Linked DNA regions of Mus musculus: all the other regions are linked to region 4. A link is a contact called in public HiChIP or PLAC-seq, capture Hi-C and promoter capture Hi-C data. All regions are on one chromosome and are shown on one strand. The core of a region is the stretch at or near the end of the contact, and the rest is flanking DNA. Distances in the headings are between cores, read along the strand shown.

Region 1 (4,883 bases), core at 196-2,695, 660 kb after region 4:
ACCATGAACACAACACCTGCTGAACCATCTTGCTGGATGGCCCTACAATGGTTTTTTTCCTATCCTATTCTTTTTTTTCTTTCTTTCTCTTTTTAATTAATTAATTAATTATTTTACACTCCATATTTTATTACCCCCCCCAACTCTCCGACTGATCCACATCCCGTACCTCCTCCCCATACCTCTGTCTCTACATGGATGTCCCCACCCCTCACATCCTACTCTTGAGCACATTATATCCTGGCCTCTTGCTTTATTCCAGTGTCTACTGCAATGACTTATTAATAGGCTTTCTTTTGATTTGTTATTATGGTTCTCTCTCTCTCTCTCTCTCTCTCTCTCTCTCTCTCATGTCTCTGGGTTGACAGAATGCTTGCTTGCTTAGCACACACCAGGCCCTGGGTTTGGTCTCCAGCACCACAAACACCTGGCAATGGGGGTACATGGTGGCACTTTCAGCAGGGAGGCAGGAAGATCAGAATTTCAAGGCCATTCTCTGGTATAGCGCAAACATGTTTCTTAGTGTGTTAGAGAACTAGCCTGAGTTACATGAGGCTTGTCTCCAAGAAGAAAAATACCTATATGTATTAATATTATATAATGTATACATATTTATTATCATAACATATATTATACATTACATAATATACAATATAACATATTACAACATATCATAAAATGCTACGTGTCACATATTACATGTTATATATTAATATTACATATTATGTTACAATATGTTATGTAATATATGGTATAATAATCGTATAATATAGAATATATAATAATAACATAGTGGGGTATGCTCAAGTGTATGTATTAGGTAGGATTTCTATTGCGCTAAAACACTACACCCAGATCCGAGCCGTACACAGGTGTCACTAGTCAGATAGTTATATTTAAATTAAGTGACATTGGACAATTAGTTCTATCATCGTAGTAGCTACAATTCAAGGGTTCAGCTGCTACATGTGGGTAGTGGCTTCCCTATTAACTAAGACGTGGACTATATTCATCACCCCAGGAAGTTCTGTTCGGGGTAGATAGTTGAGAATTAAAATCAATCAATCAAGCCTTTTGAAGCCACAAGTTCCAAAACCAGAACTGCCAACGGATGTTATCCACTCTCCAGAGGAGATGAAGAAATTTTACTAATCCAGAGCCAATGAAAATGAACACCTGCCCAAACCATCAGTCTACTGGGTTTTTCTGGGAGCTCACTCGGCAGTCATCTCCCTGGAGTTCCAGCAACCAGAACAAACTCCACAGGCTCATGGAAGGCGGGGAACTGCAGGGTGCAGAGCGTGCAAGACGGAGGCCTGGGATGCACTGGGGTTGCAGCAGCTCTACAGACCTCCAAGCGGGGCGCGCTCACACCCGCGCGCCTCCGGAGGCAGGTGGGCGGGGCCGTGACGCACTCACCTCGTGACTCCACTCAGGGCCTGCGCCGGCCGAAGCCGGAAGCGGCTGCTGTCGGAAGCACCGGGCGAGCTATCTGTTACAGTCCGGCCCGGGGATGGCTCGGGACGCGGAGCTGGCGCGCAGTAGCGGGTGGCCGTGGCGGTGGCTGCCGGCGCTGCTGCTGCTGCAGCTGCTGCGGTGGAGGTGCGCCCTGTGCGCGCTCCCCTTCACCAGCAGTCGGCACCCAGGCTTTGCGGACCTGCTGTCGGAGCAGCAGCTGTTGGAGGTGCAGGACTTGACCCTGTCTTTGCTGCAGGGCGGAGGTCTAGGGCCGCTGTCACTGCTACCTCCGGACCTGCCGGATCTGGAGCCTGAGTGCCGGGAGCTGCTGATGGACTTCGCCAATAGCAGCGCCGAGCTGACCGCCTGTATGGTGCGCAGCGCTCGGCCCGTGCGCCTCTGCCAGACCTGCTACCCGCTCTTCCAACAGGTCGCAATCAAGATGGACAACATCAGCCGAAACATCGGGGTGGGTAGAGGAGCAGCCTCGGCACCTGGGGGGGGGGGGGGTTGGGAAAGTAAGGAAACGGCATTGGACGGTCTGTGGAGTTAGGGTATCAGAAACAAGCGGGTGACTTTAGGGGCTTATGGCTTGGAATGCTGTCCCCCTGGATGCTGTAAGCCGGCATCTTCTTGGGACAGGTTTGCTGGAACATTGCAGCGAACATACCCAGAGCCACCAGTTTCTATCAGTGTGACCTTTATTATTTTTCAAAGTATTGAGTTCGGTTCCATCCTGTTTATCAGCTTGTTCTCTGGCAAGTTAGTGACATTCTCTGCTTGTTTTCTCATCCGGAAAGTGGGGACAAAGAGAGGCCACACAAAGCGACATACAGTAATAGTTCGTGGTCGGTGAGTTGCCATTTTAGGATAGTCTGCCTTCTCTGTAACTCGAGAGCTTTCCTGGTCACTTGGAAGGTAATGTGAAGGACTTAATGAAGGCAAACCAAAAGAGGAAGACACAGTCTTTGCCTCTAAGAACTGTATAAATTAGGAAAGGATTACGGTGTCGGCCACCGTGAGAGTCACAGGGTTGCCTGGTAAAGGAAAAATAAGGAGGACACAGGGATTGGGGGTGGAAATGGTTCTTGCGTCCTGAGGGGCCAAGTAGTCTCATGAAAAATGTGGCTTCAGTTGCTTTAGAGGTCGTAATTGACTAAACTAAATAGAAATGTCAATAGGTGTATCTTGTTTTTAATCTAGCCTAATGTTACTAAGCAGATTTTTTTTTTTTTTGTAAATGGGGACATTCATTTGCATTAAGTAAAGTCCAGAGTCACTCTTTGTGGAAAGATTTGGCTTTCAAGGCAGTTTAAATAGGAGTGCATGCAGTATTTTTCAGATTCGCTCCTTTCTCTATGACTTTAATATGCAGCGTTGTATTTGATTTTGAGCAGTTACATTAAATAAGCTGTTTTTAGGGAGTCTTTTCATTCTATTTTAATTTAATTAATGTATTTATTTGTGATGAAGTTTCTTGTCGCCCTGACTGGCCTTGAACTCACCGAGTAGCAGAGGATCACTTGACCCCTCCTGCTTTCCCCTCCCAGGTGCCTAGATTACGGACGTGTCACTATGGTCTGGTTTTATGCAGCTGTGAATAGAACCCATGACTTGTCCACGCTAGACAAGCTGTGTACTAACAGAGCCCCAACCCTGTCTTTAAAGTAGTCTACCAAGTAACAGGCTGGCATCTCCTCACAGTAACAGTTTGTCCACTCTACATCTCCTTTTCTCCAAGTTCCTGCTTCACATCTCCGTTGTACCCTCCCACCTTCTGTAACTCCTCCCCCTTCCTTGTACCCTCCCACCTCTGTAACCTCCCCTTCCCCTCCCTCTCCGTTGTACCCCCAACTATCCATAACTCCTCCCTCTCCGTTGTACCTTCCGCACTATGACCCCCCTCTCCGTTTTACCCTCCCACCATCTGTAGCTCCTCCCTTTCCCTTGTACTATCTGTAACCCTTCCCCCTCCCTTGTATCCTCCCACCATCTATAACCCATCCCCCTCCCTCTCCGTTGTGCCCTCCCACCATTTGTAAGCCCTCCTTTTCAGTGTGACCCTTCCACTTTCATATCTCATGTGGTCTGTTACCCTCCCCCCTCCCTTCAGCTTCTTTTTGTTCCCTGTCTTATGGTCTCCTTCCTGATTTCCTGGCCTCTACTCAACACTCACTCCATGTTAATACACATATATAAGCATGAAAGGCTAGGATATGCATAGGATAGAACATGTAGCATTTGTCTTCCTGTGCCTAGATCATTTCACTTAATACCTGATTTTTTCAGTTTCATCAATTTTCCTGCAAATTTTATAATTTCCAGCTGCCTTTTCTTTAAAAAAAAAGAAAAAAACTTAAGTAACAAGGCCTCTTGTGGGCACAATGCCCATGAATGATGATGTTAACCTTGGGTCTTTGAGGCTATAGATGTTTTCCTTGTGTATGTAGATGCTGTGGAATTATGAGGCTTTAAAAAACATGATCCCAGTGGGCTAGAGTGATGGTTCAGGGGTTAAGAGCACTTGCTGCTCCTGCAGAGGATGCTGGTTCGATTCCCCGGTGGTATAGGTGGATGTGATTCATGCACCTGTAACCTGGTGGCATGGGTGGGTGACTGCATGTACCTAATACCTGGTGGCATAGGTGGGTGACTGCATGCACCTATAACCTGGTGGCATAGGTGGGTGTGACTGCATGCACCTGTAACCTGGTGGCATAGAAAGTAAAGGCAGGAATCTTGCTGGGGCTGCTGGCTACCATTCCACCTGCCTAAGACAAGTTCCAGGCTTAGTGAGAGACCCTAACTCAGGGAATAAGGCATAATAAGAGTTCTGCAGTGACTTCTGTGCCAGGGTAGGGGAGTACCGGGGGGGGGGGGGCTCCCCTTTTTCAGAGAAGAAGGGGATGAGGGGGAATAGGCTGTGAGGGGGCAGGAGGAGGGGAAATTTGGTCAAGATGTAAAGTGAATAAATAAAAGGAACAAAAGGAACGAAAGAGAAAAGTACGTACTTGGGGCTTAGTAGGTAAGGGCAATGTCAGGGGCCCACACAGTGGCTGGAGAAAACCGACTCTGTGAGCTGTCCTCTGGCCTGCACGCGCGCGCGCGCGCACATACACACACACACACACACACACACACACACACACACACACACACAATGTTTAAGAACACAAACGTAGCAGACAAAAGCAAGAGCTCTCTTAGACGCATCTTGTTAGTGAGCTATACACAGATGATGAGTCTCTCCAGATGAATCGTGTGATATTCTCATTGCTCTACACAGCTGGTCAGTTCTCTTCCTGCTGTTCCCACCGGGTCTCTTTCAGCCCACGGTGTCACTCAGTGTCACTCTCAGCCTGTGTTTGCAGGCACATCCCTGCTGCAGTGTGGATGGCTTCTCTGACACGTCCCAATCCTCAGAC
Region 2 (4,690 bases), core at 1,898-4,397, 600 kb after region 4:
ATTTATTTATTTATTTATTTATTTATATACAATATTTTGCTGTGTGACCCAAGCTATCCTTGAACTTGAGATCTTCAAAATCTCCCCCTGCCTGTCTACTTAACTTACGACTAACCAGTGGCTCTCAACCTTCCTAATGCTGGGACCCTTTAAAACAATTTTTCATGTTGTGGTGAACCCCCAACCATAAAATTATTTTTGTTGCTACTTCATAACTATAATTTTGCTACTGTTATGACTCATAATGTAAGTATTTGTGCTTTCTGATGGTCTAAGGCGACCCTTGTGATAGTGTCATTTGATCCCAAGGGTCTTGACTCACAGGTTGAGAGGCACCGTACTCATGTCTGTCTGACTGTCTGTCTGTCTGTCTGTCTGTCTGTCTATAGCTGTGCTGTGATTAGATCCTGGGACTTATGTATGCCGGACCAGCACTCTGTCATCGAGCTGTGTCCTCAACCCTTATTCATGAATGAATGTTCATTTATGAATGTGTACTATTTCAATCTATTGAGGGATTGTGTTTTCTTAACCAAACTCCTGTTGGTAGATATTTGGTTTTTGGCTTTTCGTGCTTATGGAGAATGTTGGAAAGAGGGATGGGTTCCCGTAGTTGATTCATGCATCATCTTGAACATGTGAAAATACAAGTGCTGTATCAGAGGCTGTACTTCCCCTCCAGTTGTGGATAGAGCCCAAGGTTTCATTTGACCTTTAGGCTGCACCCCTAACCCTGAATGGATGCTTTCTTACCATCCAGAGGGGCGAGGACACTTAAATTTCCACTGTGTACGATTGGATTGTCGAGAGGAGAAATATCTCTGCTGCTTCTCACCTTATATACATACAGGCTTAGGGGCAGGACTCCAAAAGGAGCAGGTTTCTATTCATAAAAGATTTTTAAATCTTTCTTTTCCTTCCTCCTCCCCTCCCCTCCCCTCTCCTCCCCTCCTCTCCCCTCCCCTCTTCTCCCCTCCCCTCTCCTCCCCTCCCCACTCCTCTCCTTTCCTCTTCTTTCCTTCCCTTTTCGAGACAGTTTCTCTGTATGGTCCTGGCTGTCCTGGAACTCTCTCTTAGACCCGACAGGCTTTGAACTCACAGAGATCTTCTTGCCTCTTCCTCCTGAATGCTGGGATTAAAGGTGTTCATCCCCGCCCAGTTTCCCTTTACTTCTTAATTGTTTGTGCACATATTGCACCGTGTGCTGTGGTCAGATGAAGGTGCTCAGGGCTCGCTCAGGGTTCTCTCCTCCCACCATGGAGCTTCCAAAGACCAAATTCAGGTTGTCAGGTTTGCTGCCTTCACTGGTTAGTCTCACCAGTCTATGCTATGTCCGTTCCCTCCCTCCCTCCCTCCCTCCCTCCCTCCCTCCCTCCCTCCCTCCTTTCCTCCCTCCCTCCCTCCCTCCCTCCCTCCCTCCCTCCCTCCTTTCCTCCCTCCCTCCCTCCTTCCCTCCCTCTCTCCCTTCCTCCCTCCTCTCTCCCTCCCTCTCCCCCTCCTCTTTCCCTCCCTCCCTCCTCTTTCCCTCCCTCCCTCCTTTCTTCCCTCCCTCCCTCTCTCCCTCCTTCCCTCCCTCTCTCCCTCCCTCCCTCCCTCCTTCCCTCCCTCCCTCTCTCCCTTCCTTCCTCCCTCCTCTCTCCCTCCCTCCCTCCCTCCCTCCCTCCCTCCCTCCCTCCCTCCCTCCCTCTCTTAGAGTGTCAGATCCCTTGGAACTGGAGTAATGAATGGTTATGAGCTATCTGGTGGGTGCTGGGAACCAAACCTAGGTCCTCCAAACAAGAAGGCCAAGGGTTCTCAGTAATGAGACATCTCTCTAATCCCTCTCTTCCCATTTTTATAACACACAAAAAAATGGTCATGATGTGGTATTGAGGTTTTTCTGTGGTTTTTGTTTTTGACAGAAACTTTGGGGCATGTGCAGTAAAAATGATTCTTACCTTTCTCTGTCTCTCAGTCTCTATGGAGATCAAATCGGGGGGCTCTTGCACGTGTGCTGCTGACGCTCTATGACTGAGCTGTAACCCCACTTTCGCACCCCACTGCTCTGGTTACCGATTTTGACAGAGCAGTCTTCTCCTCTGACTCTGCGATATGGTTTGCCCTCCATTCACACGATTAAAAATATTTGGGGCAGAGGAGAGCGTGGCTCAGTGGTAGCGTGCTTGTCTTGAGTACAGAATTGGCTGTGCACATCGCCCAGCTCCGGAGAGAATGCCTGGAAGCCAGGCTTTCCAGTTCAGCCTACGGACTCAGACCTCACCTCAAAAAGAACAAAACCAAAAACCCTTCCAAGCTCAACCCCTGAAGATCAGAAAAAGCCCGACTGTCCTGCTCAGTTTTTGTGCCCCCCAGGCGAGTCAGAAGAAGCCTCAGCAAGGGTGGTATGCTTGGAGCATTTCCTAGGGAGGTGACTCGGAGGTACCCAAGCCCCTGCCTGGTCCGTCTTGCAGCCCCTCCACATAAAGGCTGGTAGCTGCTGCAGTAGCAATTTTCTCTCTAAACCCAAGTCTCTTTTGTTGGCTTGCAGAGGCTTACATTCCAAAAAAGGTAATTTGAAAGTACTGCTGAATTTAGATGCGTTTTTGCTAATTTGTTTTTATTATGCATAGAAATATTGGTATAAAAGGTGTTTCAATTATTTTCTGAGGGAGGGGCCTATGTATTCTCTGCAGCCACAAAGCTTTTAAATGGAGTTATTTTTCTCAGCCTATAATCGGTCTCCCTTTTAAGTACCCCACCAGCAAAAGTAAGTTTACTGCTCCCGGCACAATGGGCCTCTTCAGTTTTTAGGTTTGGGAGACCTGGGTGACCTACGAAAGTTAATTAGAAGGTTAACAAAGACGAAGACAGAGTCGAATCCATCGCCTCTCCTTCAGCCAAAGATGTCATCCATTAATTAGGGAAATCATTCAGGTGGCCTCTATAGAATCCATAGAAAATCTGTCGGTGGCGGCGCACAGTTTTGATCAGGTTTTCCTCTCCCCCAGAATGCTACCCTTAATGGTACGAAAAGCAGCGGGCCGGGGTGGGGCGAGGGCGCGGGAGGGGGCGGGAAGGATGGGTTTCAGGCGCGGGGCAGTTAACCAGCCGCCCAGCGCCCGCTTTGATTCTCAGGCTGCCCCGCATACTTGCAGCATGATGTAATAATCCTCATTGAACCCGGGCGAGCGAGCGGGAGGAGGGTGGCGCAGCGGCCGCCAGGGCCCGCAGCCTGCTCCCCGGAGCTGGGCGACTGCGGGAGGGGGGGAGGCCGAGGCGCCGTGGGGGGCCCCGGCCTTCGCATCCTCATGGGCCACTCCTCCCGGACTCCTCTCCCGTCCCCTAGGACCCAGGACTTCGAAGCAGTCGGTCACTCGAGGCAGGAACAACCCAAGCAGACATGACCCTCTTCCATCCGTTTTTTTCTCCACCCCTTTCTCACCACGTTCATCTCGAGTTTCTGATTTGGATAGTCCAGCCTGCACGGTTTCAGTTTGGGTAGTAGGGACATAGCATACCTTTTTTTTTTTTTTCTTAATGTAGATTTTTAAAATAATAAACCTTTTAAACCACTTAAAAGCTGATTTGTATTTGTGGGTCAACATATTTATATTCCCAAATAGTAACTTGTGTGCTTTCTGGAGAATTTGGGTTTGGTTTGATGTGATATCATCATCATCATCACCACCACCGACACCACCTTCATCACCACCATCATCCCATCGTAGTTCTTTTAGACAGAATTTAATCATGTTGCCCAGGCTTCAAGCTCACTATGTGGTCCAGGCTGATCTAGAACTTGTGGTACACCTCCCAAGTTCTGAGACGACTACAGCACACACCATGCCGGACTATTTACTTATTTTACTTCCAGGGATTGAGCGATATTCACTGAACTATGTACCCTCAGCCCCATAGGAGACCTTTGTAGCTGGTGCGAGCTCTGAGTTGAGCCGCACACAGTGCCTGTGTGGCTTCTCTGCCCCAATATTGCTTGTGAGGTCTGGCCGCTTGGCCATCCTGAAATCCTCCTGAGAAGAGCTTTGTCTCAGACGGAGAATGTGAGACACGGGAGTGGGGTAGGACTGGAGTGAGATACATTTTAAACGAACTCCCTGAGGATTCCAGTTCACACTTGTAACAGTAAGCCATGGTCGGGAACTGAGAAGGGTAATTTTATGCATCGTCCAGGATTCTGTGTGCGCTTGTGACCTTGTGACGTGCCTCTGGGTCTGGTTAGTGGTGGCCATTTGTCAACACAAGCTAGAGTCAAATGGGAAGAGGAACCTTCACGCAGAAAAACACCTCTGTCAGACTGGCCAATCGGCAAGTCTGTAGGGCATTTTCTCGGTTAGTGATTGGTGTGGGAGGTCCCAGGACGCTGTGAGCAGATAGTCCTGGGTTGATAAAGAATGAGCAAGCCACGGAGGAGCAAGTCGGTGAGCAGTGCTCCTCCGTGGTCTCTGCCCCCAGTAATGGACCACAACCTGGGAGGTGAACTAACCCTTTCTTTCCCAAGGTCAGGATAGTTATCATAGCAACAGGAGCCCTAACCATAGGAGGTCAACGATTACGTGGGTGGATTGAGCCTCCTGAAGGTGGGTGCCGCCCAGCCAGTTGAAGGATCAGCGGACCTTCCTAGGAATGGCTGACCACCTTTGAGATGGGACAGTGGTGTTTCCTTCCCCATCCCCACCTTGAACTCTAAAAC
Region 3 (4,298 bases), core at 1,083-3,582, 540 kb before region 4:
TTCCTCAGCCAGGAAAGTTGTTCAAACCATTCAAGTCAAAATTATGGGAAGCTCTTCCAGACCCTCTAATCTTAACCAGTCAGCATCTCATAACTGAGACATGCGACACCTTTGGTTCTGGGTCTATTTTACATTGGGAACTGTGGCTTTCTGGGTTGTACTGACTCTAGGCCAGGCCCATCAGAGCTGAAGGTTCTGAGCTTCAGATTCAAGACCATATCATAGACTGACTTACAGACAGATGTCTTCTGTGGTATTAGAAAGTTTCTTTTCTGGCCCTACGCCCAGGAGATCAGAGGTTAGGAGGTAAGATAAGGAAATAAAAATAGCTTTGCAGAAAGACAGAACTTGGTCTGAGACACACACACACACACACACACACACACACACACACACACACACACAAAGAGGATCCTGTCCTTAGTGCCTCGAGACTTTAAACTAAGCGGCTGCTAGTGTAATGTTTTCCAAACCCATTAGAATGGGGCTCTTTGAAAATTGAATTTTCATGTGTGGGACATTTATTTTATTTAATCCAACATGAACTATAGTCAGTATGACTAGGCCAACTACTTTTAGCTCACATAAATACACAACTTCGGGTCATAACTCAAGATCCTAATAAGGGAAAAAATGCTTGTTTTACTCTGTACATTTCTGAGAATCGGCAACACGGAATAAAAAGGCCCCAGACCTGAAACTAGCTAAGGAAGTTGGGTCATTCAAAATGCTTCCATTTAGAGACCAGGAGACTGAGGTGTGTGTGCTGGTGGTGACTTTGAGACACAGTAGGCCTGGTACAGAAATCTGACAGAGAGACAGACAGACAGACAGACAGACCTTCTGGAGTCCTGAAGCTCTGTGGCTCTAAGGTGGGTCTTTAACTAGCAGCAAGGAAAGCTGGAAATCAGCAGGTTTTTAAGAGCTGAGGAACTCGTTCTGTGATCCTTTTAAAAGGCAGCCTTCACAGCCTTTAAATTTGTTGCTCATAGAGCCACACAACCCTGTTTGGCTACAACTGAAAGTCTCTGGGGGAACCTGGGTCTTTGTAAACAAGACACAGTAAGTTGCTGTAGTCCATCTGCTAATAAAAGGGAGAGGCATGATCCTGAAAGCCGGAAGCCCATCTCTACTGGGCTTTTTAGAACATTTTTTACACTGTGTGTTTAAGTATGGGTGTGTATGACATTCTGCAAATTTGTTCCAAGCAAAATGATGTCACTCTCAGGAACACAAGTGGGCCCAGCTCAAAGGCTTCCTGGCTTCCAAAGTGTGTGGCCTGGCTGGATTGTTGGCCTCTCCTGGCAGAGGGCTGGCATTTCCTCTTGCTTCTCTCTCTGCCTTCTTATCAGCTGCAGCTGTGTGTGTTTAGAGCTCAGGACTTACTGGGTACCCCAGTATATCTGGACAAAATGCAAAATGATTTATTCAAACACAAACCCAAAAAGATAGCCACTGGACCTTGGCTTTTGTTGGTCCCTGGACCTCAAGAAGAGAGATGTAGCCATTTTTTCCTAGGTTAAGCACTTCTGGGGTAGCGATTTTACTTCCTCATGATGTCAAACCTTATTTCAGTCCCGTGGTTTAACAGTGGTAGGTTGGGATCCAGAAAGGCCTGGGGCTGATAGCATCCATGCCACTGGCTGGTGAACATGTGCAGTCATGAAGCCTCATTGACATTTCAGTAAAATAGGTTTTGTTAATGCTCATGCAATAAATGAGAACTGCTGTTTTATTAACTTTAAAGCTGCTTGATTTTGAACAATTCCTTTCATGCTACAATTTCTTAACAGGAAATACTAAGAATTTGATTCCAAAGTTCCCTAGCATTGTCTGAGTCTTGACTTTAGTTCTGCACATTGAAGTTTTATCCTCTCCCACATACCCTTACCATCCTGTTTTTCTTAGTTGAAAACACACACACACACACACACCTGGTTGTGTGTGTACCTGGTTGAAAGATGTGGACCAGGACTTTAAGCTTTGTCTTTAGCCTGAGCCTGGGAGCCAGCCGACCTGTCCCAGGAGAGATGGACCCCCGCAACTGGATCGCCTGTGGCGCCAGGGGTGTGAATTTATCGGTGGGAGAGGTGAAGAGAGCTCAGACATCTGGCGCCACTCTCGGTTCTTGCAGCTTCAATAAACTTCTTGCCGGAGGCCTGCGCCCGCTCGGCCAGCTCTTGGAAGTGGCCTACAGCGTGGGTACCACCGGGGCGGACTCAGGCACGGTCACTCAAGTCTCTGCTCTCCCTGTCCCTGCCTGGCCAGACCGTTTGGAGGCCCCCAGCAGCCCCTGGTGTAGGCAGAACCACGCCCTACAGCACCACCCGGCAGGCGTGGGCGGGACCCAGGCTGTCCCCAGAGGAGGACTGCGGAGTACGGAGGTTCGGAGTAAGTCTTCCTCTGTGCTCTGCGCTGGCGCTGCGGTCCAAACTCTTTGGAACTCCCCGGTTTCTGCCACCAGGCATCTCTTGCTTTCCCTGCGCCACCCCTTCCTCTGCCCCTAGGCCTGGGACACCCTTCCGACAGGAAGCGGCTCTTCCAGCCCCAGAAACGCTGGTAAGTAATCCAGCGATGCCTGCTGTGCGTCCTCCTGCTCGCTGGGCTGGGGGTGAGGATAAGGAAGGGGGTGGGGAGCGCTTCCGGGGAAATGGGGTAGGGAGCCACGCCTGGCTGGTTTGGCGGGTCCTCTTGCCGGCCCTACCCAGATGAGCGCCTTTGTGCAGATTTTGCTGTCTAGAGTATTGGGAGCTCTCACCCCCGCTGCTCAAGGTCCAGCTCTCCATCCCTTTAGACGCTCCACCAATGGCACATCCTTTGTGCTTGTTTCCAGTCTGGGTACCTCTTTTATTTCCTTTAGCAGAGGTCGCTCCAACCCCCAGTCTCCCACTTCCAAGAGGGACTCCTGTCCTTTCTGAAGATCTATCCACTCTTGTCCTAGTGACCCCCTAGGGCAACCTTTGCCTCCTCCTACTACGCGGGCAATGAAGGGGCTGCTGGGGGATGATAGATCGGCCCACAACCCCCCCACCCCACCACCTAGTTGCCTCTCCCACCGAGAGCAACCCATCCCCCCATACTCTTCATCTCTTCCGGTGGCAGCGTGAGAAAGCCCTCCAAGAGCCCTTAAGCTGCGTGTGGGCTGGAGGGAAGGAAAGGGGTACAAAGAGAGGCCTTGTCTCCAGAGATTCCTGGGAGAGCACAGAGGAACGCCGTGGGAGTGAGGCTAGGGGTCGATTAGATGTGAGGGTCTGCGGAAGGGGTTGCTAACCCCACTCCTTCCCACAGCCCGTTGGAGCAGCGACGCAATCTCTTCTCAGGGGAAGTGTTTTGACCACAGTGAGTCAGAAGGTCTGTCATGCAGACAACAGTCACAACATTCTCAGGCTATTTGTGAGGGTAGTTTGGGTGGCTGAGAAGTGGAATCTACACAGGCAGTGTTGCCCCTTGTCAGGAGGCAAGCACGTGGAAAAGAACTTTGCCTTTGGGGAGAGGCACATCCTACAACCAGCGTGGCACTAAGTTCGCCAAAGGGCGCTGGCGAACAGAGACTTAGGAAGAAATGGGTGTGTGTCTGTGAGGCAGCCGCAGTTGAACTGGGGTGTTAGTTCCTGCTGTCTACAAGAAGGGAAACCTCCGCCCCCACCCCACCCCTGGCAGCCCGCTGAGAAACTCCCCCGTGTCCTACTTACAGGTCCTAGGGAACGCCCACTACAATTTCTTGTCCCCTGGGCCTCGGAGATCGCATATGAAAGCTGCCATGACACTGGTCGACAGGAGGCTCCCTTAGCATCCTTGTGCCCAGGACTACTGTGTTTTCATTTCTAAATTTGGCGAATTTCACTTTATAAGAGATAGCTGCTGTCTCAGAAGGGGTCGGGGGTGTGGATCATGGCCTGGGAGTGGACTGGAAGCAGAACCAATCAGAGGTGGACCCTGAGCTCCCTTGTGACAACGGCCTGCGCTGCTGGCTCCTCCCCCTTTCTTTTCCCTCCCTCCAATCTTGCCTTCTCTTTTTTTTCCCACAGACACTGGGTTTTCTCCCAGCTGCTCCTGCTGTCAACAGGGGCCCTACATGGCATCACCCGCCTCCACCAACCCAGCACATGACCACTTTGAGACCTTTGTGCAGGCACAGCTGTGCCAGGATGTACTGAGTAGCTTTCAGGGGCTCTGTAGAGCCCTGGGAGTGGAGTCTGGTGGGGGATTGTCCCAGTACCACAAGATCAAGGCCCAGCTCAACTACTGGAGTGCCAAGTCACTGTGGGCCAAGTTGGACAAGAGAGCGAGCCAGCCTG
Region 4 (4,389 bases), core at 359-2,858:
TCTCACTGTTTGGTCTGTGGTATCAGATGCGACCACTACAGGATGAACATCATCTGCAGGACGATGGGGAACACCCAAACGGGTTTGTTGTTGCTGTTTTAATGTGTATGGGTGTTTTGCCTGTGGATATGTCAATGCACCACAAGCATGCAGTGCCTGCCAAGGCCAGAAGACAATACTGCATTCGCTGGGACTGGACTTGTGAGCCACTGTGTAGGTTCTGGGAATCAAACCCTGGTCCTCTAGAAGAGCAGCCAGTGGTCCTAACCACTGAGTCATCTCTCCAGACCCACGTGTTATTTGCATGTGTTACTTTCTTCTTCTGGCCTCAGAGGGCATTACAGGCACACTGTACACACACATACACACAGGCAAACATTCATACACATAAAACAAGAATAAATATATCTTTAAAAACCCCTATCTCTACTGTTTGCTACCAACAGCCACCAGAGCCACCTCCTTCATGTTAAAGACAACATTGCCCATCAACATTGCCGACATAGGGTTTGCTGGTGCACCCTCTTTCCCCAGCAAATCAAACACTCAGGGCTCTTTCCATGACTGAATTACTTTGGCATTAAATGAGCATCCAAACAGGTGCAAGAAAAGTGCTTAGATGTCAGAGCAAGTGTTAAGTCCCCCGAGGATCTGCAGCTCTGTGACCTTGAAGGGCATTAGACATCTCTATACCCGAGTTCTCTTCTGTTAAAAAAGCATGGATAATGACCAACTCTCAGGGCAGCTTTCAGCATTGCATGAAATGTCCAAATGCTTTAGCACGATGCTAGCTAGCTCTTACAATACTAAGAAGTACTGTCCAAGTGCTGGCTGGTCAAGAAAGATCTTCCTAGAATGAAAATACTCACCAACAAGAGAAGTCACAAAAGAGACTATCTGTCCAATGTTTTCATGCATATCATAAATTTAAATTTTCAACTAGAGAATACCATCCTTGATTTAAAAACAAAATAAAAACAAACAAACAAAAAAACCCAGCGTTTTTATCTGAATGTCAGTTATCCCAAATCTATGCAAACTGCTAGTCAAAACCTTAGGGATTTACAAAAATGGGATACATATAGTGTGACTTATTTTCTACCAAACGAAAAGAATATGATGTCGGGATGGAAGAACCTGCGGTAATACTTGTGGCATGGGTTGTAAGGGGCATTCTGTATACATACGGTGTAATTAATATTGTTCCACATACACTTTATTGAGGAGTCATTTGTTACCTAGGAAAATCCTAGTTTGTTCTTGTGGCCTGCCTCCACAGAGTCCCTTAGTCTATCACTCTCTCATTCAACCAGTGTTACTGGTTACTCCTGTTAAATACCAGGCAACTGACTAAATGCTCACAGTTACAGAAGCTGACTCCTGTGCAGACCCCGAGAGTATGCAGCAGCACCCCTCGACCCTATCTGGGAACAGAAGAGAGACTGCAGGAGGGGTCCCTGGTGAACCTGCAGGGGACTCCTCACCTCCCGCACGCACAGCTGCTCTCCCACTCCCGGAAAAGCCCGCTCCTTCACCGGTCCAGGTTAGGGCCGAGCGCCTCAGCATCCTCACCTCGCCCTCCCGCCCTCCCGCGCACCGCCTTTGCCCTGCTGGCTAGCATCTCCATGGTAACCGTACACAAACCACCTTTCGCTGCAGGCCGAGCGGTCAGCCTACAGATCCAGGACGCCGCAGAGCGAAGCGGGATGCGCTGGAGTAGGTGCTGGTTGGGGAATCCGGGCTCGACTCAAAACACCTGTGACAAGCGCTAGACACTTAGACCCCGGCGGAGTGTGACGGCCTTCCCGCTCTCGCAGGGCAGCAGGGACCAGGAGGAGGGGCGGGGCGGGGCGGGGCGGGGCGGGGCGGCCCTGCTCCACTCTCCGCCACTGAGCCTGCGCCAATCCCTCTAGCCACGCACGCGTAGCAGCGTCGAGGCGTGGCGAGGGCCCGTGCGGGAGCGCGGGCAGGAGCATACCCACAGGGGAAAGGCAAGAATGGGTGGAGGGGAGTCTTCTTTTACATTAGCAATATGTTCAACCATGTTTGTTTCTCCCCGTAGGATCTCCAAGACTGTTAAACAACTGGCAGAGGAACAATGTAGTGTTTTGGGAAAGAGTCGGTTATTGATTATAGACGTCAACGTCCACCTGGAACGGTTCCTTAGCATCTCATCTCTTATGCTTCAGGCAGAGAGTGCTATCCCTGTGTGTGAATAGCTGAATCGTGGGCCGTAGCAAAATAAATGTGAAGAGCTGTGAATGTAGCAGTGAATGTTAACCTGTTGGATATCATTAACTCCTTGCATTTGGGCAGCACTCAACCGTTTGTAGAGCGAGCTCACAACAGAGCAACTAGGGACCCAAGGTGAGATCAGGAAGGAGCGATTTAAGTCTTGGGTTGCTATGGCTAGTCGCTGTGTGTTCTTACTGAATCACTACAACCCAACAGGGGAAGAAAAAAAAAAGAGTCCTGTGTATATGTTTCTAATTCAAACTCTGTTTGCGTCTACACTGGATCATTGGGTAACACTTGTGAAATACAAGCGAGGCATAAGCTCTAAATTTACACTACGGTATATAAACATAGGGATTATCAGCAAGTGTTGTCAACACTGGGAAAATGCCGTATTCCATGGTGCCAAGGGTCTTGTAAAGAATAACTAAATTGTATCTATTTTGCACAGTTAATACCTTTGATGAGAAATGACACCTGGAACACTGAGTAAAGGTTTTCCAAGTGCTTAACAAGATTTCCCACATCACAGACAAAGAAAACTCAATCATTGATGAAGTTTAGGATCCCAAACTAAATATTATTTTTCACTGGGAACAGGATCTATCCTATGAAGTCCCATTTGTGTGTCACCAGACTCAACTGTGCAAAAGGACATTGCCTGTTGTATAGAAAGCATAACTAGCATTTTGATCTCATAGTTTGTGAGATATGATAAAATACAAGTCCATTTGGGTCTCTTGGTGGCTGTTTATAAATACAGGTGTCTATCTGACCCTTCATGGAGAGTCAGACTTCTCCAAATGTTTTGTTATTAAATGACTGGTAATCTGATATTAACTCAACCTCAACATCTTTCTGAATGATGGTGGGTGAAAAATGAGTATATCGATAGCCAATAGAAATTCAGCTTTACATCTTCTTCTCACCCCAGATTTGCGGTCCACAGTGAGCCTTCCCAAACGTTGCAGTAGCTGGCTTCTAAGTCTAAAAGTCTCATCTCCACTGAAACATGAGCTTACAAACCTGTAAAACAGACATGGCTTGGACCTATAATCCCAGCATGTGAGAAACTTAGACAGGAGGATTACCTTAAGTTCCAAACTAGCCTGAGCTGCACAGTGAGACCCTGTCTCAGAAGACAAAACAAGACATCAAAACCAAATCTGTTTGTTTGTTTGTTTTTTTACCAACAATTGTTATCTATGGTCTTGTGTCTAAAATGTTCATCTAAACTAGACCTTGTAAGCAAACCATTGAAATATGAAGCCAGTCAACCCAGCAGGCCAGATGTCAGCCAAGCAGGCTAGAAGAACCGAAAAGAATGACAGAGACAGAGTTATAGGAAATAATTACTTGAAGAGATAAATGGCATATACCTTAGTTTACTGTAGAACAGTCTATGGGAAAATATTTAGGCTACTTACTACACAGAGGCCTATGTGGCTGATTTGGATGTTCCTCCAAAATTCTACACAGATGGGATTTTGTAAAGAAGGGATGACTAAACTGTGTTTCATAGACCTTAGGGGAAAATGATTAGTTATAAATATAATATACTTATAGAGTTTTATTTGTAGTTTCCAAATTGATTTCATTTGGAACATCTCCTTCTGTTGTCTTCTTTGGAGTTTATAATAATCTGGAAAGGTTCTTTGATGATTTATTTATTTGTTCTTATTTCATGTATATTGGTGTTCTGCCTAAGTGTCTGGGTGAGGCTCTTGGATCCTCTGGCACAGATAGCTGTGACCTGCTGGGAGTTGAGCCCCGGTTCTCCAGAAGAGCAGCCAGTGCTCTCAACCACTGAGCCATCTCTCCAGCCCTCTATTTGGATTTGAAGTCGGAGATTTAGAAGCCTAAGTAATCTGTTCACAGCGCGCCCGCAGCTTGTAAAGGGATGTAAACTGGTGTTCTTGGTACCAAAGTCCAGTAGACTGTCCTGCCATTGTACATACATAAACGTAATATTTCAGTCCAGGGATGAGAGGTTCTCCCTAGCCTGTGATGGGCTCTAGGCATCGAGAGGAAACTTCAGAAACTTCACCTGATAATATTCCCACCGAACTTCTGGGTACTGAGTTAACAAGAGGAGTCTGTAAGTGGTAAATTGACAATATAAGTATTTGAGCTCTCTGCTATGAAAAATAAGCA
Region 5 (4,275 bases), core at 6-2,505, 740 kb after region 4:
AGAGCACTGAATGCTCTTCTGAAGGTCCTGAGTTCAAATCCCAGCAACCACATGATGGCTACAGTGTACTCATATACATAAAAATAAAAAATGAATCTTAAAAAAAAATACAGCAGAATGTTTGTACTTGCGCGGTAGCTTCTCTTTTTAAAGATATTGCACAGTTTCCTTTACTATTCACAGCGGTCCTGTGTAAAGTGCCCTGTGTCCTCTTGATCCACAGAGGGCAGTGCAGACACTGGGACCCACCCTGCTAAGGCCACCACTGGACTCTGGTGGGATCTTTGCAAGGTTAGAGGACTATCCTGCAGTTCAGCTGACTCCAGCTTGAGATTCGGTGGCCAGGAGCAGAGAGTGACTGCCTCTTCAGATTGCCCACAGGTTGCAGGGGAGTGCCAGCGGCTCTTTGGGGCGTCAGAGCGATCTGGGTTTGGATCCTCAAGCCCTGAGCAAACCCAAACCATTGAGCGTTACCTCTGGAAAATGTTTTGAGTCTGAATTTTCTCATCAATAGAGCATATATGACATTGGTTCTCAATATGTGGGTCCTGACCCTGTTAAGGGGGAGTTATCAAAAGACCGTTTTAGAGGGAGTATATATATCATGCACATCATATATTTACATTACAATTCGTAACAGTAGTAAAATTACAGTTATGAACTAGAAATGAAAATAATTTTACGGTTCGGGGTCACGACAACATGAGGGACTGTATTAAAGTGTGGCAGCATTAGGAAGGTTGAGAGCCACCGATCTATATTTTGCTTTATTTCATGTTTTACTGACAAATTGAAGACATGATCGCTTGGGTCACAGAAAGCATTAGTGAACTGGCAGCTCCAAATACCAAGGCTTTGGAACTCTGAGGAGTTCCTTGCTCCCTATTCTTTTCATTTATTTATTTTTCCTTGCTCCCTATTTTAATGGCACTTGTTTCCATGAGGTTCACGTGGAGGAAAAGTGAGAGGGATAGGAGAGAGTGGAGAGGTTTGGCAACCTCGCTTAGGTTGCAAAAGCTCAGGTCCCAATCGCACCTAGGACGCTCGCCTCTGCTCACTGCTTGGGGGACCCTGGCAAGAAAGCTCCTGGAATCCGGGAAGGGTGCTGGGAAGGAAAGCCTGGTAAGCAGGGGGCGGGACCCGGGGGCGGGCTTATGGAAAACAGAGGGCGTGGTCCGTGGCTCAGGGGCGGGGCCGCGGGCGGGGTCCAACAGAGTTTCTTTGCTGCGCGCGCCACGTCTCCCTCAGTGAGCGTGTGGAGGAGACGGCCGGGGAGGGAACAGCCGCGTGGGGCGGGAACTAGCTCCTCTCGCGAGAGTTGGCGACGGCCGCGGCGGCGGCGGCGGCGTGTCCGTGAGAGCGGCGTGGGGGCGGGGAGGAGAGCGGCGGCGGCGGCGGCGGCGGCGGCGGTAGCGGCGTCCGAGCTACGCCACACGGGGCCGGGGCGCTGGGAGCCGGGAGCCGGAGCGCAGCGCGGGGTCGTGGCGACGGCGGTGAGGGGAGCGCGGCGGAGGAGGCGGAGCCATGGCGGGCCAGCAGTTCCAGTACGATGACAGCGGGAACACCTTCTTCTACTTCCTCACCTCCTTCGTGGGGCTCATCGTGATCCCCGCCACCTACTACCTCTGGCCGCGAGACCAGAACGCGGGTGAGTCCCGTCGGCGGCCCGCTCTGGCGCGCTCGGGCGGACGCTCCGCTCCGCTCTTCTCCGCTCCGCTCCGGGCCGCGCCGTCCTGCCCGCCGGTGCTGCTCCGCGTCCCAGGGACGCCGCCTGGGCGGCGGGGCCTGAGGGCCGCTGTCCACGGGGCCGGAGCTCGGCGGCGATTTCCGGGGCTGTCCGCCCGCCTGCGTGGTCCGCGGGAGTTTGGCGGGGATCCGATCCGCATTGTTCTGGACGCCCCTCGCCTGCCGCCTCTTTGTCTCCCCAGCCTCGGCTTTGTTGGGTGTTCTTTCTGGAGGGAGCGGGCTGGGCTGGGACGGGGGGCGAGAGAAGAGTTGGCCGAGGGGGAATAAGAGCGTGTGGGCACAACTCCGCATCCTTCGCTCCCGTCACCCTTTCTCCCTCTTGTCCCGGTGTCCCCGCTGCAGCTGTTGGTACAGATGTTTGGGGGCACCCCTAAGCTGGGTGTCATGTTTGGGACTTCCAAGTGAGCTCACCAGCAGCCCACCCCGTCACTTCCTCCGGTTGCTTTTTTCATTTGTTCAATCACATCGTGGGGGTTGGAGAGCGCTGCCGTTATTCCTTTTATAAAAGCACAAATAGGATTTTCTCCGTTTCCTTTCCTCTGGAGTTTCCTGTTTACAACGGAAAAGTGCAGGCATGAAGGATTAAGCGGGATTCGTTGATGGAAGGAGGTAGTTGGTGGGGTCGCAAGCTCCTTTGCTTTTAGTTCTCGAGTCTTTCCACATTAAAGGTCGCGTCAGAACGCAACCCAGTGCAGTTTCCGGGGATGTTAGGTTTAAGATTGTAATGTTGGATTCTGTGTTGCACTTTACTAAGACATATGGCACCGGTTATTCTTAAAGCTGATGGCACTTACAGCAAGCGCCTAATGGGTTATTTCTGGTGGTGGTAACCATAATTAGTAGGTTTCGAGTATAACAGCGGCTCTGGGGGAGAGCGTTCTGTGTCTGCTAAGTTGCTTTTAGGTTGGGTGTGGTGATGATCTAAGTTGTCTAGGTTGTGCACTGCAGCTTGGGAAGAATTGTTAGCAGTGAAGCTCAGGACTTGTTACACTTTGAAGAGAGAGTTCAATGTCCTATAAAATTATCTAGTTTCATAATAGAACTCAAGTAAATTTAAGATAAAGAGCAAGCAACACTTGCATCTCTTTTGTACATTTCACAATAAGCGGAGTAGCAACAATTTACCCAAAGTTACTAGCCTCCGTCGTTTCTCATTCTGGGTTGCTTTATGAAATTTTCACTTCGGACTCTTGAGTTCTGTGTTTCCAAGTTTGTTTAGATATATATATATATATTTTTAAATCAGTGGCTGTATGTACTTTTGGTGTCATAATACAGAAAATGTTTTTTTTTTTTCCTTGACTGCTCGCCCACTTAAGCCAATTTTTTCAGTATTTTAAGTTAAATGCCCAGTGTGATGGCTCACAAATATTATTCCAGGCCTTTGAGAGGTGGAGGCAGGATGATTAATAAGAGTTCAAGGCCACTGACATAGGCTGCATAGTGAGTTCAAAGTCAGTCTGGCAACCTGAGAGATGTCCTCTCAGAAATAGGCCGGCAAGATGGCCCAGCAGGTAAAGGGCCCTGGCGCTTACCTGGCAACTTGATTCAGCTCCTTGGAACTACAGGTTGAAAGGAAAAACTGACTCTTAAGTAGTCCTCTGACGACCTCAGAGGACTACATCCACTCCCATACTTAGTGATTAAATAAAAAGAAAAAAAGAAACAAAAGCAACAAGGAGGGAGGGCCCACTTTTCAGTAGTCATTTGTTCACTGCTTTTAGAAGATAAAGGGGTGTTGGGATGGTGGGTTGAATATAAGGTCTTCTTTAAAAGGTGGTGAGGAACTTGGTATGGGACGGCACATTTCTTTAATCTCAGTACTTGGGAGACACAGGCAGGCAAAACTGAGTTTAGAGTCTTTGCCATATTTGATATGGCAACTGAACTTATTTTGTGAACATTATTAGTGGAATCTTTTTGTCTTGGTTTTAATGTTTTGAGTGGGGCTAAGTATACTTAATTCATACTCCTTTTAATAGCAAAAGGTCCTCTGGGCTCTTTGCATATTGGCTGATAAACTGGATCTATAGAATGACATGAAGGGTATAGATTTCCTTATAAGAGTGATTCTCAGGAGAGGCTACACGGTAAAGGAACTCAGGAACTCAGGGAGCTCGTATGTATATACGGTACTTTCCGTACTTTGTAACAAAAGGTCTAAATTGTAACTAAACTTGAGAGGGCTGCCCTGAGAACTTTCTTGGAATTGGCTTTTGCTGGAGTTAGTTGGGTAGTACATTTGTTTTGGTGTGAGCTTTTTGCTAAAAAACAAAACAAACAACCCCCCCCAACCAAACTACCCCTCCCAAACCAAAACCAACAGAAAACCAGAAATTAGGACCAGAGAGTTGGCTTAGTGGGTTAAAAGCATTTCCCCTATAAACCTGACCATCTGAGTTTGATCCTGGACCCTTTTGGGAGAACCAAAACTAGAAACTTGTCCTCTAACCTCACACATAGATACTGGTCTACATGGATATTACCATCATAGAATAAAAACAAGAATTAATGCCCTAACCTTTTTGA
Region 6 (4,192 bases), core at 532-3,031, 570 kb after region 4:
CATTATCAGTCCCCAGAAGTAACCAAGACTCTTCCAACTTTCAAAGACCCTGGACAATGAGGGCGAGTGAAGGGGGAGGGGGCGGGAAGGAACTCACAGAGAGCGCCAAAAATGTTATGGGGGGGGGGGGGGACTACACCGGTGGCTAGCGAGTTTCAGGGTGTGCGCACTATACACAGACCCTAGAACTCCCAGCCTCCGGCCTGTGGAAGGCGGGAACTGGAAAGCCCCGGGGAGACCGTTGTACCGCGTAGGCGCCCACCACGCCGGCTCAGGCCTACGCACTCCGAGGGTCTGCAGATTCTGTGCTCGCACACGCCCAGCTGCCCTGCACTTCTGCCTGTCTTTGGAGGTCAACAGAGATCAGTTGCAGCAGTGCGGTCTATGGGAGAGGAAGCTGGAAGAAGAAGCGTCCGGAGTGAGCAGGCCGCAGACTCCTGTCGGTGCTGGGCTCCCGCTCCGAAAGTCCTTGGGATTAGGGATTTGGTCCTCTCTTTGCTAGACTGGCTCGCCATACTTTACATTCCCCAGTTATGACCTACGCGGATTTAGGATTAAGGAAAATGTGACTTTTAAATGGTTTCTGCTTCCCGGTTTTGCAGGATTATTTGAAATAGCTGGAAACGGAGTGCAAAGCATTCCATTCGAAATCCGCTTTTTGCAGAGTTGCTTTTGCGCGCTGCAAGCTCTGAGTTTTTGAGCGGCTGCGTTATTGTGCGGCCGCCTGGAGCTGCGGCCCAGTTCCCGCCCCTGGCTCACCCCTCCCACCTTCGGCACCTGCAGCTAAATAGAAACAGCAGGCTGGACCGGTGGGCTGCCACGGGTCGCAACCTTCCTGATACACCGGGGAGACCCGGAAGAGCTAGCATCCAGAAGCAACGAAATTGCTCTCCCAGTTGCACGAAACGCTCCAACGCAACAGTCTAAGAGAGCTAGGCCAACGGACATACAAGCCCGAGAGAGTATTACTCTGGGGCTCAAATTCAGAGCTCTCAGAAGGACCATCCCGGCCTCCCAGCCTGCCCTCCCCAGGCCACGCGCCAGGACCCCGCGGCTGCCCGAGCGGTACCCACTTGTTGATCCGGCGGGCTTGCTCATGCTGGCGGTCCCGGGGCGCAGCGGTTGGTGGGCACTGCCGGATTCCCGACCCACGGCGCCCACGTCGCCGCCGGCCGCCGCCGCTCTCCAGCCGCCCTCCAGCCTGCGAGGCTCCCGGGCGGGACAGACAGGTGGCTATTGGTTGTGCGCTGCCCTGCTCTCCCCGGCGCTCAGAATTCGTTCCACAGTGGAAATGTAAGCATCCTTAAGTTTCTTTCCCGGCTCTAGCAAAACTGCAGCTGCTGGGGATGCGGCTTGATGTGGACACAGTCTTGAACAGACAGATGGAGAGATGGACAGGCAGGCTGAAGAGGGAGGACAGCGCGAGGGGAATATGGAAGGACAGAGATGGAGACACGGAAATGGTCTTCCTACGGAGCAACGAAGGCGAACTTCCCCTCGTTCCCCATGCTTGGTACTGCTTCCAATCTCTCCCTCCACACAGGCGTGCAGAGTGGGCAGCTCTCTGCAGACTGCAGATCTTCTGTGGAAAGGCGAAAATCACAGCCGCAGTCTCAGAGGCAGATTAAGCTCCTCGCTGCCGGAGCCCCGGCGCCGAGAGGGGAAACTAGATTGCTGGGAGATCTTCCAAGGGGAGAGGTGGCCAGATCCGAGTTTCCGGGGACAGCCGCGCACGCAGCGGCGAAGGGTCCCCGAAGTTCATTACCCTGTGACTTTGTGCCTGTCGCTGCGGGCCGGGTCTCTGGTAATATCTCCAGTAGCGCTCTGACAGGCAGCCGCGGGGAGGGGAATAGGGCGTCCCTGGCCCACTTAGCTTTTCCCCCAACTCCTGGCGGGGTCTGACGTCAGCCATGTGCGGGGAGGAGATGGGAAGAGGGAGGGGGTTAAATGCTAATGATATTAATGAACCTCCAAGCGGCTTCCAAAGAAAATGCAAGCGCTCTCGGAGCTGACGAGTTGAGAGTGAATACGGGCAAGCGGCTCCGTGCGTGCGTGATGGTGAGGACGGAGCCGCTCTTGTAATAAAAAAAATATGAATTTTTATATTTCACGGGAAGGGAGGAGGGGAGGGGTGGTGGGGCTCTCTCAAAACGCTTTTCCCCTCTCTCCAGAATGCCAGACAGATAGATTCGTGGAAGATATTGGGTAGCTGTGTCTGTGTATGATTGTGTGCGCCCGGACATGGCCATGTGAGTTGGTTCATTGTTGGTCTCGCGCCCCTTCTGTTGGGTAAAACTTGGATCTGGCCCGAGGTGAGTAATTTATTCATTTTGCAACTATCTATGGAAAGCCAGAGCTGAGGTCGCGGTGCGCGGTCTTGGGGACTGGGCTGGGATCTTGCGGTCCCTCGGCCTCGGCGTGACGGCTTTGGGCACCGCCGCGGGGAGGGCTTCGCCAGCTTCTTGCAAACAAAACCGGCCAACCCGGAGCTGGCGGCGTCCCTCTCGCCTCCATTGCGTGTACTGAGCAGCTGAGAGGCAAAGCCTCAAAGCCTTCCCTCCTGCGGTTGGTCCCCAGCGGGCGTCGCTGGCTTACCCCTGCAGGCCTGGGGACTCTGGAGAGCTCCGCCACCTTCCTCCCCAGCCGGGTCGCCTACCCGAAATCCTAGAGCTCTCTGGCATCTTGGTCGTGGCGCGGCGCGGGGACAGCGCGCGCCGAGGGAGCCTTGATCTCCGATCTCTAAGAGATTAATTCTATTTAAGCTCCCTCCGCCGCTTGAACTTGTCGAACAAGAGCTTGCCAGCCTCTCCTCGGGGCGTGGGCCCGGCCGGGGGTCAGAGGTCGCGCCTCCAGCTCTCCAGACCGAATTGGAGGCTGGGGGCTGGCGAGCTGTGGACAGCGCTCCTCCTGGTCGCTAGCCCACCCTTCCCGCAGCTCCCTCCTCACCTGGCCGCAGTGCCTGTTGGAGTCTCCCGTGTGACTGCCTGGCCCTGCAGATCCAAGGACCGGGTCCCAACTCGAAAGGGCTGTATGCTCCTGTCTCAGGCCTCAGCACGTGAAAGCAACTTTTCCCGGATTGCCCGAGCCTGGGAGGCAAGGAACCAAGAGCAGCACACACAGCAACTACCAGGCTTAGGGCCAGGCCACTTGGAACAACCGAGAGGCGGGTGATCGTGTCCCATACCACCTCTCCTTTATGGTCTTTCAAACAAGGGCGAGTATAGGGTAAGCTGGGGATTTTTAGATGACAAGGAGGGAAAATTAACATTTTTTTTTTGACAGTCAACTTGGGCTGCCAGCGAGCCCTGCTCGCGGCACAGCTCAAACTCGAACTCAGTGCAAAGAGAGGAGAGGCATTTCCGGCTAGGGTTTTAGAGACAGGGTGCCAGGCTCGGCTTTTGGTCCTCGGGTCTAACTCTTGCCAGAGATCCAATTGATGCTGCTGTGGCAGACACCACCATCGCGATGTGGAGGCAGAAGGGGGGTGCTTGGTCAAGGACAAAGGACTTCAAGTGGAACTAATTTGCCGTGGGCAAAGATGTGGGCAAGTGGTGGTGGGAACTAAACACGGACTTGTCTTCAGGGAGAAGTTTAAGGATTTGTGGACAGGAAGAGAACTAGGGATGTTTCAGGTGCCCAGTCTGGAAGGTAGAAGGACTTGGCTGCTCTGGATTCCAAACAACTCTCGACTCCTCCTGCAGTGCCTGCTGACTCATTTACAGACACCAAAACTTGTGAAAAATACTCCCAAACTCACACAGTTGTCCCCCAAACAAAATTGGAATGTTCTTTCTCCAGCCACTAACTAACTCTTAATCGAACTAGGTGCCAAGAAGCCCACTAAACAGACACGGGTGCACACACCCCACCCCCACTCCACACCGAGAGAACGATCCAATTCTGGCAAAAGCCACAAGGGGCTACCCACCCCGCAGCATATGCGTTCTGTATTCTGGGCGCCCGACTGTAATTATCCGCGCGTTTTGCATAATTCACAATACAGTTCTGAAATCATCGTGATGACTTTCTGGCATGATTGGTTCGGTGGTAAAGGCAGCAACTAGCTCCAGAATAGGCTGGCGTGCTTAGGATTCTACAGCCCCTAGATGCGCAGAGAAGCCCAAGGGCTGCCTGGCCTCTGCTCGAGCCAACCAGCTGAAGGCCACAGGGACCCTGGTTCGAAACTTTGAAA

What was found. HiChIP or PLAC-seq counts read pairs in DNA pulled down with a chosen protein or histone mark. Capture Hi-C pulls out chosen DNA fragments and counts their contacts.
Region 1: a contact with region 4 is called in a promoter capture Hi-C map of adipose tissue, with 5 times the contacts expected there. The contact joins the promoter of Ostm1 here to the promoter of 1700016J18Rik in region 4. A contact is called at or near these places in 5 of 39 promoter capture datasets (embryonic stem cells, hippocampal neurons, liver and 1 more), 2 of 484 Hi-C or Micro-C datasets (embryonic stem cells and muscle stem cells), 2 of 115 datasets of contacts at active chromatin or transcription factors (bone marrow-derived macrophages and embryonic stem cells) and 1 of 9 other capture datasets (adipose tissue).
Region 2: an H3K4me3 HiChIP or PLAC-seq map of stem cell-derived neural progenitor cells shows a contact between it and region 4, with 13 read pairs. The contact joins the enhancer-like site here to the promoter of 1700016J18Rik in region 4. A contact is called at or near these places in 5 of 39 promoter capture datasets (hippocampal neurons, liver, pre-B cells and 1 more) and 4 of 115 datasets of contacts at active chromatin or transcription factors (bone marrow-derived macrophages, embryonic stem cells, neural tube and 1 more).
Region 3: a contact with region 4 is called in an H3K27ac HiChIP or PLAC-seq map of thymic regulatory T cells, with 5 times the contacts expected there. The contact joins the promoter of Mical1 here to the promoter of 1700016J18Rik in region 4. A contact is called at or near these places in 1 of 39 promoter capture datasets (liver) and 1 of 115 datasets of contacts at active chromatin or transcription factors (thymic regulatory T cells).
Region 5: a contact with region 4 is called in an H3K4me3 HiChIP or PLAC-seq map of bone marrow-derived macrophages, with 5 times the contacts expected there. The contact joins the promoter of Sec63 here to the promoter of 1700016J18Rik in region 4. A contact is called at or near these places in 8 of 39 promoter capture datasets (the 3T3-L1 cell line, cranial neural crest, embryonic stem cells and 4 more) and 5 of 115 datasets of contacts at active chromatin or transcription factors (astrocytes, bone marrow-derived macrophages, extraembryonic endoderm stem cells and 2 more).
Region 6: a capture Hi-C map of embryonic stem cells shows a contact between it and region 4, with 4 times the contacts expected there. The contact joins the promoter of Nr2e1 here to the promoter of 1700016J18Rik in region 4. A contact is called at or near these places in 5 of 39 promoter capture datasets (cranial neural crest, hippocampal neurons, liver and 1 more), 1 of 115 datasets of contacts at active chromatin or transcription factors (bone marrow-derived macrophages) and 3 of 9 other capture datasets (adipose tissue, embryonic stem cells and macrophages).

The regions. Positions count from the first base shown.
Region 1 is chr10:42,677,471-42,682,353 of GRCm38.p6, forward strand. It overlaps Ostm1 (osteopetrosis associated transmembrane protein 1), which reads left to right and starts at 1,446. Exons shown (of 6, transcript NM_172416.3): 1 at 1,446-1,927. The coding sequence starts at 1,514.
Region 2 is chr10:42,611,049-42,615,738 of GRCm38.p6, forward strand. No RefSeq gene overlaps it. Among named protein-coding and RNA genes, the nearest start is that of Gm38491, 30 kb to the left of the region's middle. Within about 2 kb of position 3,148, at least 68 of the 459 cell types and tissues checked have an H3K27ac peak or open chromatin away from gene starts, as enhancers often do. A contact at or near this core is called in stem cell-derived neural progenitor cells, where this site is marked.
Region 3 is chr10:41,473,982-41,478,279 of GRCm38.p6, forward strand. Mical1 (microtubule associated monooxygenase, calponin and LIM domain containing 1) reads left to right here and starts at 2,333. Exons shown (of 24, transcript NM_138315.2): 1 at 2,333-2,559; 2 at 4,029-4,298. The coding sequence starts at 4,076. Gm51797 (a long non-coding RNA gene) reads right to left here and starts at 4,059. Exons shown (of 2, transcript XR_003948996.1): 1 at 3,693-4,059.
Region 4 is chr10:42,016,546-42,020,934 of GRCm38.p6, forward strand. It overlaps 1700016J18Rik (a long non-coding RNA gene), which reads left to right and starts at 1,609. Exons shown (of 3, transcript XR_871596.3): 1 at 1,609-1,716; 2 at 2,063-2,367. It overlaps Armc2 (armadillo repeat containing 2), which reads right to left and starts at 1,837. Exons shown (of 18, transcript NM_001034858.3): 1 at 1,648-1,837.
Region 5 is chr10:42,760,241-42,764,515 of GRCm38.p6, forward strand. Sec63 (SEC63-like (S. cerevisiae)) reads left to right here and starts at 1,256. Exons shown (of 21, transcript NM_153055.3): 1 at 1,256-1,648. The coding sequence starts at 1,525.
Region 6 is chr10:42,581,809-42,586,000 of GRCm38.p6, forward strand. It overlaps Nr2e1 (nuclear receptor subfamily 2, group E, member 1), which reads right to left and starts at 1,782. Exons shown (of 9, transcript NM_152229.3): 1 at 1,074-1,782. The coding sequence starts at 1,098. Gm38491 (predicted gene, 38491) reads left to right here and starts at 1,984. Exons shown (of 2, transcript NR_169130.1): 1 at 1,984-2,058; 2 at 2,172-4,015.